Linked DNA regions of Sus scrofa: region 1 is linked to region 2. A link is a contact called in public Hi-C data. All regions are on one chromosome and are shown on one strand. The core of a region is the stretch at or near the end of the contact, and the rest is flanking DNA. Distances in the headings are between cores, read along the strand shown. Region 1 has its middle 47 kb from the start of MARCKS. Region 2 holds the start of MARCKS (myristoylated alanine-rich C-kinase substrate).

Evidence for each region. A called contact is a pair of places that touch in the nucleus more often than the background predicts.
Region 1: a contact with region 2 is called in a Hi-C map of retroperitoneal adipose tissue, with 2.4 times the contacts expected there. The contact joins the enhancer-like site here to the promoter of MARCKS in region 2. A contact is called at or near these places in 6 of 47 Hi-C or Micro-C datasets (alveolar macrophages, embryonic fibroblasts, fibroblasts and 2 more) and 2 of 2 datasets of contacts at active chromatin or transcription factors (alveolar macrophages and skeletal muscle).

What each region holds. Positions count from the first base shown.
Region 1 is chr1:79,834,067-79,838,544 of Sscrofa11.1, forward strand. No RefSeq gene overlaps it. Among named protein-coding and RNA genes, the nearest start is that of MARCKS, 47 kb to the left of the region's middle. Within about 2 kb of position 3,040, at least 11 of the 83 cell types and tissues checked have an H3K27ac peak or open chromatin away from gene starts, as enhancers often do. A contact at or near this core is called in retroperitoneal adipose tissue, where this site is marked.
Region 2 is chr1:79,788,364-79,792,628 of Sscrofa11.1, forward strand. It overlaps MARCKS (myristoylated alanine-rich C-kinase substrate), which reads left to right and starts at 1,433. Exons shown (of 2, transcript XM_021091501.1): 1 at 1,433-1,962; 2 at 3,757-4,265. The coding sequence starts at 1,861.

The DNA of each region.
Region 1 (4,478 bases), core at 1,790-4,289, 47 kb after region 2:
TTTAAGGATATGTATACCCTACTTGGGGTCTACAGTCAATTCCATCTTTTTAATTTAATTTTATTTTTTGTCGATGCTTGCAGCATGCAGAAGTTCCCGGGCCAGGGATCAAACCTACACCACAGTGGCAACCCAAGCCACAGTAGTGATAATGCTGGATCCTAAACGCTAGGCCACCACGGAAATCTTCAATTCCCATGTTTTAAAGTCACTTGAAATATTTTGTCCATGAGAGGATGTGCGATCATTCATCCAATAATAAGTTCAAATGTTCACTTTTGTTTGTTTTAGTGAACATGTCTTAAAACTTTACTCATTAACAATATATCCTGGAGATCTTATCATAGGATTTTACTGAGATATTACTCTTCATTTCTTTTTATAGCTATGTAATATTTCATTGTATTAATTTCATTTTCACAGTTGATGGTCCCCTTGTGATCAATATTTGAGTTGTTTCTAAAATACAAATACACTCTCCAGCGAATAGTCTTGTGCATACTTCTTTTCACACATCTTTGGGATAGATGAGAAATGAGACTATGAAAATGGTCACTAGAACATCTTTTAACCTGAATATTCACAGCAGAACTCCTATGCTTTAGGGATAGAATGATGTTACCTGTTCCCCAAGTTTAGCAAATGGAGAGATGAGCTTTTGGCTCCTCATGTGAGTCAATAGTTGTCTCTCCCAGAAGACTCCTGAGCCTTTATGTCAATAGAAGTACATCCAAAATGCCCTGGGGAACCCATTCTTCTTACTTGTACTCAGAACAGGCCTGGGATATCATCATTTACCCCCGTATACATGTAAAATAGCAATCATGAAGAGTAAAAATTGATCTCAAAATTTCCTTCCACCGCATAATCTCTAAGTAAATCACAGGAAGCGATGTTTTCCTCCAGCATTAGACCATAGCTCTATGGGTAGAGCAACATCTGAAGGGTCAGCCTTCTGTTGGAAGCTCAGTCCAAATAACTTGCCATTGAGAGAACTAGAGGGCACAATTACCAGCTCTTACCTCAGTGGGTGAATTTGGATAATTTAAACACACATTTTATGAGACTCTAATGAAATCAAATATAGGCATTTGAAGTTGTTGTTGCAGCTGTTATACTTAAATAATCACAACAGTGAACTCTTCAGTTTTCAACCTTGTGAGCCAACCACTGGGCAATAGTTATTATGACTTCTAGAAAGAATGCTTTCCGCTTCAAGCACGCAATCAAAAATAGAAGAGCAGCAGGAGAGAAATAATAGGATATATCTTAAATTGTCTTAAATTTCCATTGTAACGTCTACTACTTTGAAAAAGCACTGCCCTGACCAACAACTATGCAACAAAGCCTTCTACCACAAAGAGCTCACTGGATTCCCCACGGATCATTTCAGGACACTCTCCTTAAAAGACACATTTCAGAGTTCCCGTCGTGGCACAGTGGTTAATGAATCCGACTAGGAACCATGAGGTTGTGGGTTCAATCCCTGGCCTTGCTCAGTGGGTTGGGGATCCGGCATTGCCATGGGCTGTGGTGTAGTTTGCAGACGTGGCTCCAATCCTGTGTTGCTGTGGCTCTGGCATAGGCTGGCGGCTACAGCTCCGATTCGACCCCTAGTCTGCAAACTTTCATATGCCGCAAGTGCGGCCCTAGAAAAGGCAAAAAGACCAAAAAAAAAAAAAAAAAAAAAGACACATTTCTACCAGTGTAAGAATCCAGTTGTGCGTCTAGAGACCCCTGCGTGATATCTAGGACTAACCCTTACCAGGTGATTTTTTCTAGGGGAAAAAAAAATCATCACGTTAGAGTATCAAGTGGAAAAAAAGTGTAAAGGAAAATGTTAAGACAGATGGGCTCAAGTTGGGCCCTCTCTGCGGCATGTGCAATGAGCCTACAGAGCAATCATGGTGCTGCATCATGTTTAAGTCGAGAAACAGTGGGTGAACTCCCTGGGATACAAAGTTGCCTTTTTAATTTGGCCAGCCACTCATTCCCTTTGCGCTCCTATCCTGGGTCCAGGATTGTAGAAACGTGTTCCCACCTTTGCTTCTAGGGCCACAAAGGCAGCAGGTGAGCTCATGTGGCTGGTATGACGTGGCCCAGAGTAGAAAGTGCCAGAGAAGATAGTAAGTATCAGGTGAGAGTAGCTGAATCCACTTAAAAGTCCTTAGGAGAGGTAGGTTGGGGGGGGGGTTTAATCTGAGCACTTGACCTCCCCACTCCCACTTTTTTGTTTATGAAATCTGCTTACTTGGAGTTCTGGAAAATATGAACCAAATCAAGTCCAAAAATAAAAGTATTACCTTTTGTTAGGAGTGGGAAATACCACCCAAGAGGGAAGGAATCTCTATTTCTTCAAAGACTGAGCTATTGACCTTTTTAGATTCTTGATTTATGCTTTCTTTTCTAATATCTAAGCTCATTAATCTTTGGGTACCAAGGAATACTATGTGATAAGGCCATGCTGATGGTCTTTCATACTTTAAAGCTCCTAACACTGCCTCTAGAAAAGCTAAATGTAGAATAAAACAGTCCGGGAGAAAGTTCTAGTATCCATTGTTCTGCCAATGTAACATCATGCAGAAAGCTGATAGTTCAAGTTCATAAAGTAAAAGTGTACTGAAGAATTGAATCAAAAAAAAAAATCAGTAGATTCTGTTCAGGAAATGGCTTTTTATTTTTATTTTTTTAAAAAAGGAAACTCATGGAATACATCTAAAAATTTGCAAAAAGTATTCTGAGCAGATCACAAAAGTTCTTTTAGGAACTCTCACTCTGCTCCTCCCCTCCCGCCAGGCAGCTCCCCAGGAAAGTAACTCTTGGTGTTGATCTTGTGATTAGAGGGATATTCATTGTTTAATGATCCTGACAGATCTGGTGAGAGTTGTGTAGCCCAGCGGAGTCCTCCACACTGCAATGTGAGGCAGGTGGGGGTGGCCCAGGATCTGGAAGCTCTGACATAATTCTGCACATTCACAGGACTGCCCTTCACCCCTTTTCTCCTCCCAAACAAATGACCTCGCTCAGATCCTGTTTGCGCTTTACTTACTTCCTGCACTGAAGCAGTTTGCCCGTGAGCTTAGCCGTGGATCCCTTTGGAGTTGCCTAGCTGGCGTTTCCTCCTTCTTGTCCTTTTCTCTTGTGCATTTGTTTTCTCAGAGGGGCCCTGGCTCCGGGGACTGAATTACAGGAAACTGACCGAGGCATTCTCTTCCCTCCATTCCTAGAGAGTTAGAAAGCCTGGGAACAGGTTTGGCAAGAATGTCCCTCCTACCCTCAACCCTGATCGCTTCCAGTGCTGCCCACTTCCTCCCACTTACAAGCAGAAAACCTGCATTTATTGCTCTCCAGGCACTTCAGATTCACCCACGTCCCACCAGGCCAGAGGGTGTCCCCAGAATCCTTGTTTCAGAAAGAGGGACACAAAAATTGAAGAAGAGGGAGTTCCCGTCATGGTGCAGCGGAAACCATTCTGACTAGGAACTATCAGGTTGTGGATTTAATCCCTGGCCTCACTCAGTGGGTTAAGGATCCAGTGTTGCTGTGAGCTGTGGTGTAGGTTGCAGACACAGCTCTGATCTGGCATTGCTGTTGCTGTGGCTGTGGTGTAGGCCGGCAGCTACAGTTCTGATTAGACCCATAGCCTGGGAACCTGCTTATGCCGAGGGTGCGGCCCTGAAAAGACAAAACACACACACACACACACACACACACACACAAAATTGAAGAAGAGGCCTCCCCAGGAGTCCCCAGGTCCAGGCTTCTCTTCCAACTGTCCCTGCTTGGGATGGGCCTGCCAGCCCCCTCCTCTGACTTTGAGCTTCCTTCCTGCCTGTGCTTTGTTTATCAGAGACACCAAGTTCCCACTGGGAAGCCTGAAAGAGTAACCAGGAGTTCTAGCTCTTTTTCTCTGTCGTGTTTCTCAATGTCATCTCCTTTCTTTCTCAAAGACAACTGGGTGTTTGTTACTGATTTTCTTGGAATGAGGTCAGTGGACTTTGTTTTCCCTAAGAATGTTTGTGCTACAGGGGCATGAGTAGCAGGGCAGAAGGACAAAAGGAATGAGCGCAGGTCCCCTGGCACTGGGGTCCCTCCAAACTTAGCTTCACCCAAACATGCCAGAACCACTTTCTTCCTGGCTTTTCACATCATAGGGCCCATGGTAAGTCTTTAAGTTTTAAGTAAAATTATCTTTAAAGAAATAAAGAGTTTCAAACGCTGAACTAAAGGAAAGAACAGTTCACTGAGCACTTAGCCTAAAACAGGAGTGAAAAGGCAGAAGGTTCAAAGTTATTTGATAGCTATTGTGTATCCTACCTGCTAACAACCTTATACTGGCTCACACCAAACCTTAATCAAGCCTCTAATCTCATTTTAAAGGGGTCATTAGGTTCAAAACCATGCCCTTCAGGGTCCCCATCCAACTCCTAAGCATCTGAAAATTTAAACATCTCTCCAAAGCAAGGAGACCAGGAGTT
Region 2 (4,265 bases), core at 183-2,682:
TAAAACTGTTTTAGAATTCAGAGCCAGCACCAGGAGAAATGAACCATTACTTCGACTGCTTCTCACCTCCATAAGCAGAAGATAATTCATTTCAGGATCACTAAAGGTAGCCTGATTTGGACACAAGTGAAAACTTTGGGAGCAGAAATGTAGGTGATAGGAGAATGCTTATAAGTGTGTATCCTTGATTTTTAGCCCCACCCTCTCACCTTCTATTCTTTAAATCAGTGCTCTGTCTTTCACGCACAAACAGCTTCTGATACTTCGGTGGCAAGGGTTACAGATGGAGGTACCCTGGGTTCCTTAATAGAAGCTTCCTTTCTAACTCAAGTTAGGCTTGAAGCGTTCAGGGTTCTTCTTGCTATCTCTCAATGTGTAATTTCTCCTTAGAACTGTAATAGTCAATCCGGTTGTTCAGAGTTTCATCACTGCTGTCTCCCTGCCTTCCAGGAGCCCACTGGCTTGCATGCACACTTACGCACGTTCAGAAAAAAAAGAGTCCATCCCATCCTGGCAGTAGGCTGAAAAAAATTCATATCGACGCGAATTGCCTCTTAACTGTAAATATAGATTCGTACACTCTATGCTGTAGGATCTCATTTCACCCTAGAGAAAATTGTCATTTCACACAGCGATAAAATGTAAACCTTTTCGATCTTTTGTACATGGCCCTCACTTAATTTTGTTGGGGGGAGGGGGGAATCATTAATTGGATTGGGGCGGGGGAGAAGGTTGATGAGCGCCGTAGGCCAATCTTGAAATATTTTATTTCATGCCAATGTGGGATAGGGAAGGGAGTGTGGCTTCGGCTGCTTGCTGCTTTTGCATTTTCCACATCTGGCCTACAGACCTAATTCTAACTCGCGATCTCGTTTGATGAAATTCGATCTTCTTGGTTTAAATACCTTTCAATTTCGGGCGATTTCGCATTTGCAACCGTTAAAAAAAAAATGCTGTTGAGTATCTGTGAAGTCAATATGGAACACAGAGAAAGAAAACATGCTGCACACAAACCCCAACCATTGTCTTAAAAACTCGCATAGACACACATACACATAAACACACGGAAAGATGGGGGAGGGGAGAGGGTGGAAGGAGACAGACGCAGATACAGACAGAGGAGAGTCAAAGCAAGTCAAGTTAACGTTTTCTCCGCCCCCATCCACAAGTACTCCCCCTCCCGCGTTAATTAATTACAAACAAAGCAAACCAATCAAGTAATGCATTATTATTTTTAAGCCGAGGGAGGCGAGAGGCATGTATTTTTTAATTGATTTATTTATTTGGAGGACATTAATTCTCGGTATGAGGCTGATTTTCAAACCGTTTGCAAAGCGCGGCTCCATTGTTCGAGGCGAGCGCAGGCCCCGCCCCCTGCTTTGTGTGCAACGCGCGGATTGGCCGGCGTGCGCGGGGGCCGCGTCAGCGCCCGTGAGCCCATTCATCTGTGCACTTGGGCGTTGGACTCCGCATCTTATTAGCAACCAGGGAGATTTCTCCATTTTCCTCTTGTCTACAGTGCGGCTACAAATCTGGGATTTTTTTTATTACTTCTTTTTTTTTTAAACTACACTTGGGCTCCTTTTTTTGTGCTCGACTTTTCCACCCTTTTTCCCTCCCTCCTGCGCTGCTGCTTTTTGATCTCTTCGACTAAAATTTTTTTATCCGGAGTGTATTTAATCGACTCTGTTCTGTCCTCTTCACCACCCCCACTCCCCCCTCCCTCCGGTGTGTGTGTGCTGCTGCTGCCGCTGCCGCCGCCGCTGCTGCCGCTGCTGCTGCTCGCCCCGTCGTTACACCAACCCGAAGCTCTTTGTTCCCCCCTTGGATCTGTTGAGTTTCTTTGTTGAAGAAGCCAGCATGGGTGCCCAGTTCTCCAAGACCGCTTCGAAGGGAGAAGCCGCTGGGGAGAGGCCCGGGGAGGCGGCTGTGGCCTCGTCGCCTTCCAAAGCGAATGGGCAGGTAATTTCTACCTGTGGTTCTGGTCATTTCTTTGGTATCTTTCTCTAGTCCCTACGCTTCCCCTTCCTTCCTGGTCGTGCCTGAGGCGCATTAGGCGGAAAGGAGAGAGCCAGATTCCAATATGAAAGTTGAATGGAAAGCGATAGCCTAAATTGTAAATTTCTCATAGGTGGTGTCTCCCCCTGCCCCAAAGTGGTGGTTCCCAGAAAATCCTGGCGAATTCTCGTGTAGACGGGAGGAAAGAAGTGATAAATTGTCTAAAATGGCGTGTTTGGAGCTTGGCAGAACGTGACTAGCTAGGTGCTACCCCACACCCCCACCCCCAGGCAGGTTGCATTTCTGTTGGGTGGGCACAAAGGTGTTTGGGTGTCTCGTGTTTGTTGTCGAGACTGAGTCGCCTTCAGGATATCTGAACTGGTGTGGTTGTGTAAGTGGGTAGGGAAGTGGGGGGGCGCAATAGGGATGGCGGTGGAGAAAGCCTAGGAGGGAAGGGCTGTCTCATTGTATGCCGAGGCGGCGTGCCCTGGGTTCTTGGAAAGGTGACTGGCCGGTTGGCTGGCTGGAGGTGAACAGAAGGGTTTCACTACCTTTTGATGGGCTTTCCTACTGTTCTAAATCCCTGTTCGTAGCTGTCTAATTACACACACATCTGACTTTTAAGTGGATGGGAAGACTGGGTCCTTGAAGAACCTGTCCAGATGGTCAACAAGAGGCAATTCGTGTGTTTCAGTCAGGGCTATTGGTGTGCGTGGCGCCTGGACCACTGCAGGGGCTGCCCCGGCGCTGCCCAAACCTAGGCGGATGGCCACGGTTGGGTGGGCGCGAGAGGTCGGCCAAGGGTGGTTGCTTCACAAACACCGGGCACGCACCACGCCTCTTTTCCTAGAGCAGAGGCCGTGTTGCTTCGCTTGCCCTAACCTAATGGGGAAGGCGAGCTCTGCCAAGAGGCTCTGAACCCGTTAAAAATGCAAAATGAACAGCTGGGGCGCGCCACGGCTTCGCAAAATCCCGGGCGAAGGTGGGCGTGGAAGAAAGGCAAGACCTACGAAATAATGGGTTTCTCTCTGCCTTGTTTGTATCCCAACCAGGATGCCACCTGAGCTTTGTTTGCGGACTCTGGGCTGCGCGATCCCGGCTCGGGGGCGCCTCGGCCAGCGGGCAGGGCCCGACCCGGCAGGGCGGGGTGGCCGGCGGCCCCGCCCCTCGGCGCCCTCCTGCGCCTAGCTCTGAGCGGTGGAGGCGCAGCGCCCCCTGTCGACCCCAGGCCTTAGGCGGGCGAAGGGCGTTTGCGCGGGCAGCCTAGGCGCTTCTCGCAGAAACGCTGGGCTGCCCCCTGGGAGTTCTTGGTGCTTTGAAGCTGTCTTTAGAGTTTAGAGGGAAAGAGGGATGTGCAGTCTAGGCGCAGATCACCACCAGCTCTGGCTTCTGTGCCTTCTTCCAAAGGGCGTTTGGTGTATCATATTACATGGCTCCTTTATTCCAAAGCTCGTGAAGGAATGCTGGAATGGTTTACCCGTTGCTCTCCACGTTTTGGACTCGGGCCCTTTTTAGTCTTCTGGGCATTTTTTGAGTCGTCTAGGTTCCCGCTGTACCTTTAGGCACTTGAAATGGCACTGCCCCTACTTCCTCCAGGAACCCTAGTCTGGGCATCCGATCCCGCGTCCCCGTAAGGGAGAGGGCCTCCAAAGCTAGTCAGGCCCGTGAGAACACTGGTCCCTCCAGCTCCAGGGGCGGGGTCGGTAATGACGGCGCCCCGGCCACTTCAAGTGACGCTCCCGCTTTCTCTGCCCGCAGGAGAATGGCCACGTGAAAGTAAACGGCGACGCGTCTCCTGCGGCCGCCGAGCCCGGCGCCAAGGAGGAGCTGCAGGCCAACGGCAGCGCCCCGGCCGCTGACAAGGAGGAGCCCGCACCCGCCGGGAGCGGGGCGGCGTCGCCTGTCGGGGCCGAGAAAGATGAGGCGGCCGCCACCGCCCCCGAAGCTGGGGCCACCTCCGCGGAGAAAGAGGCCCCCGCGGAGGGCGAGGCCGCGGAGCCCGGTTCCCCCACGGCTGCGGAGGGGGAGGCCGCCTCGGCCGCCTCCTCGACGTCTTCGCCTAAGGCCGAGGACGGGGCCACGCCCTCACCCAGCAACGAGACCCCGAAAAAAAAAAAGAAGCGCTTTTCCTTCAAGAAATCTTTCAAGCTGAGCGGCTTTTCCTTCAAGAAGAACAAGAAGGAGGCGGGAGAGGGCGGTGAGGCCGAGGGTGCTGCCGGTGCCTCCGCCGAAGGCAGCAAGGACGAGGCCGCCGGGGGCGCGGCTGC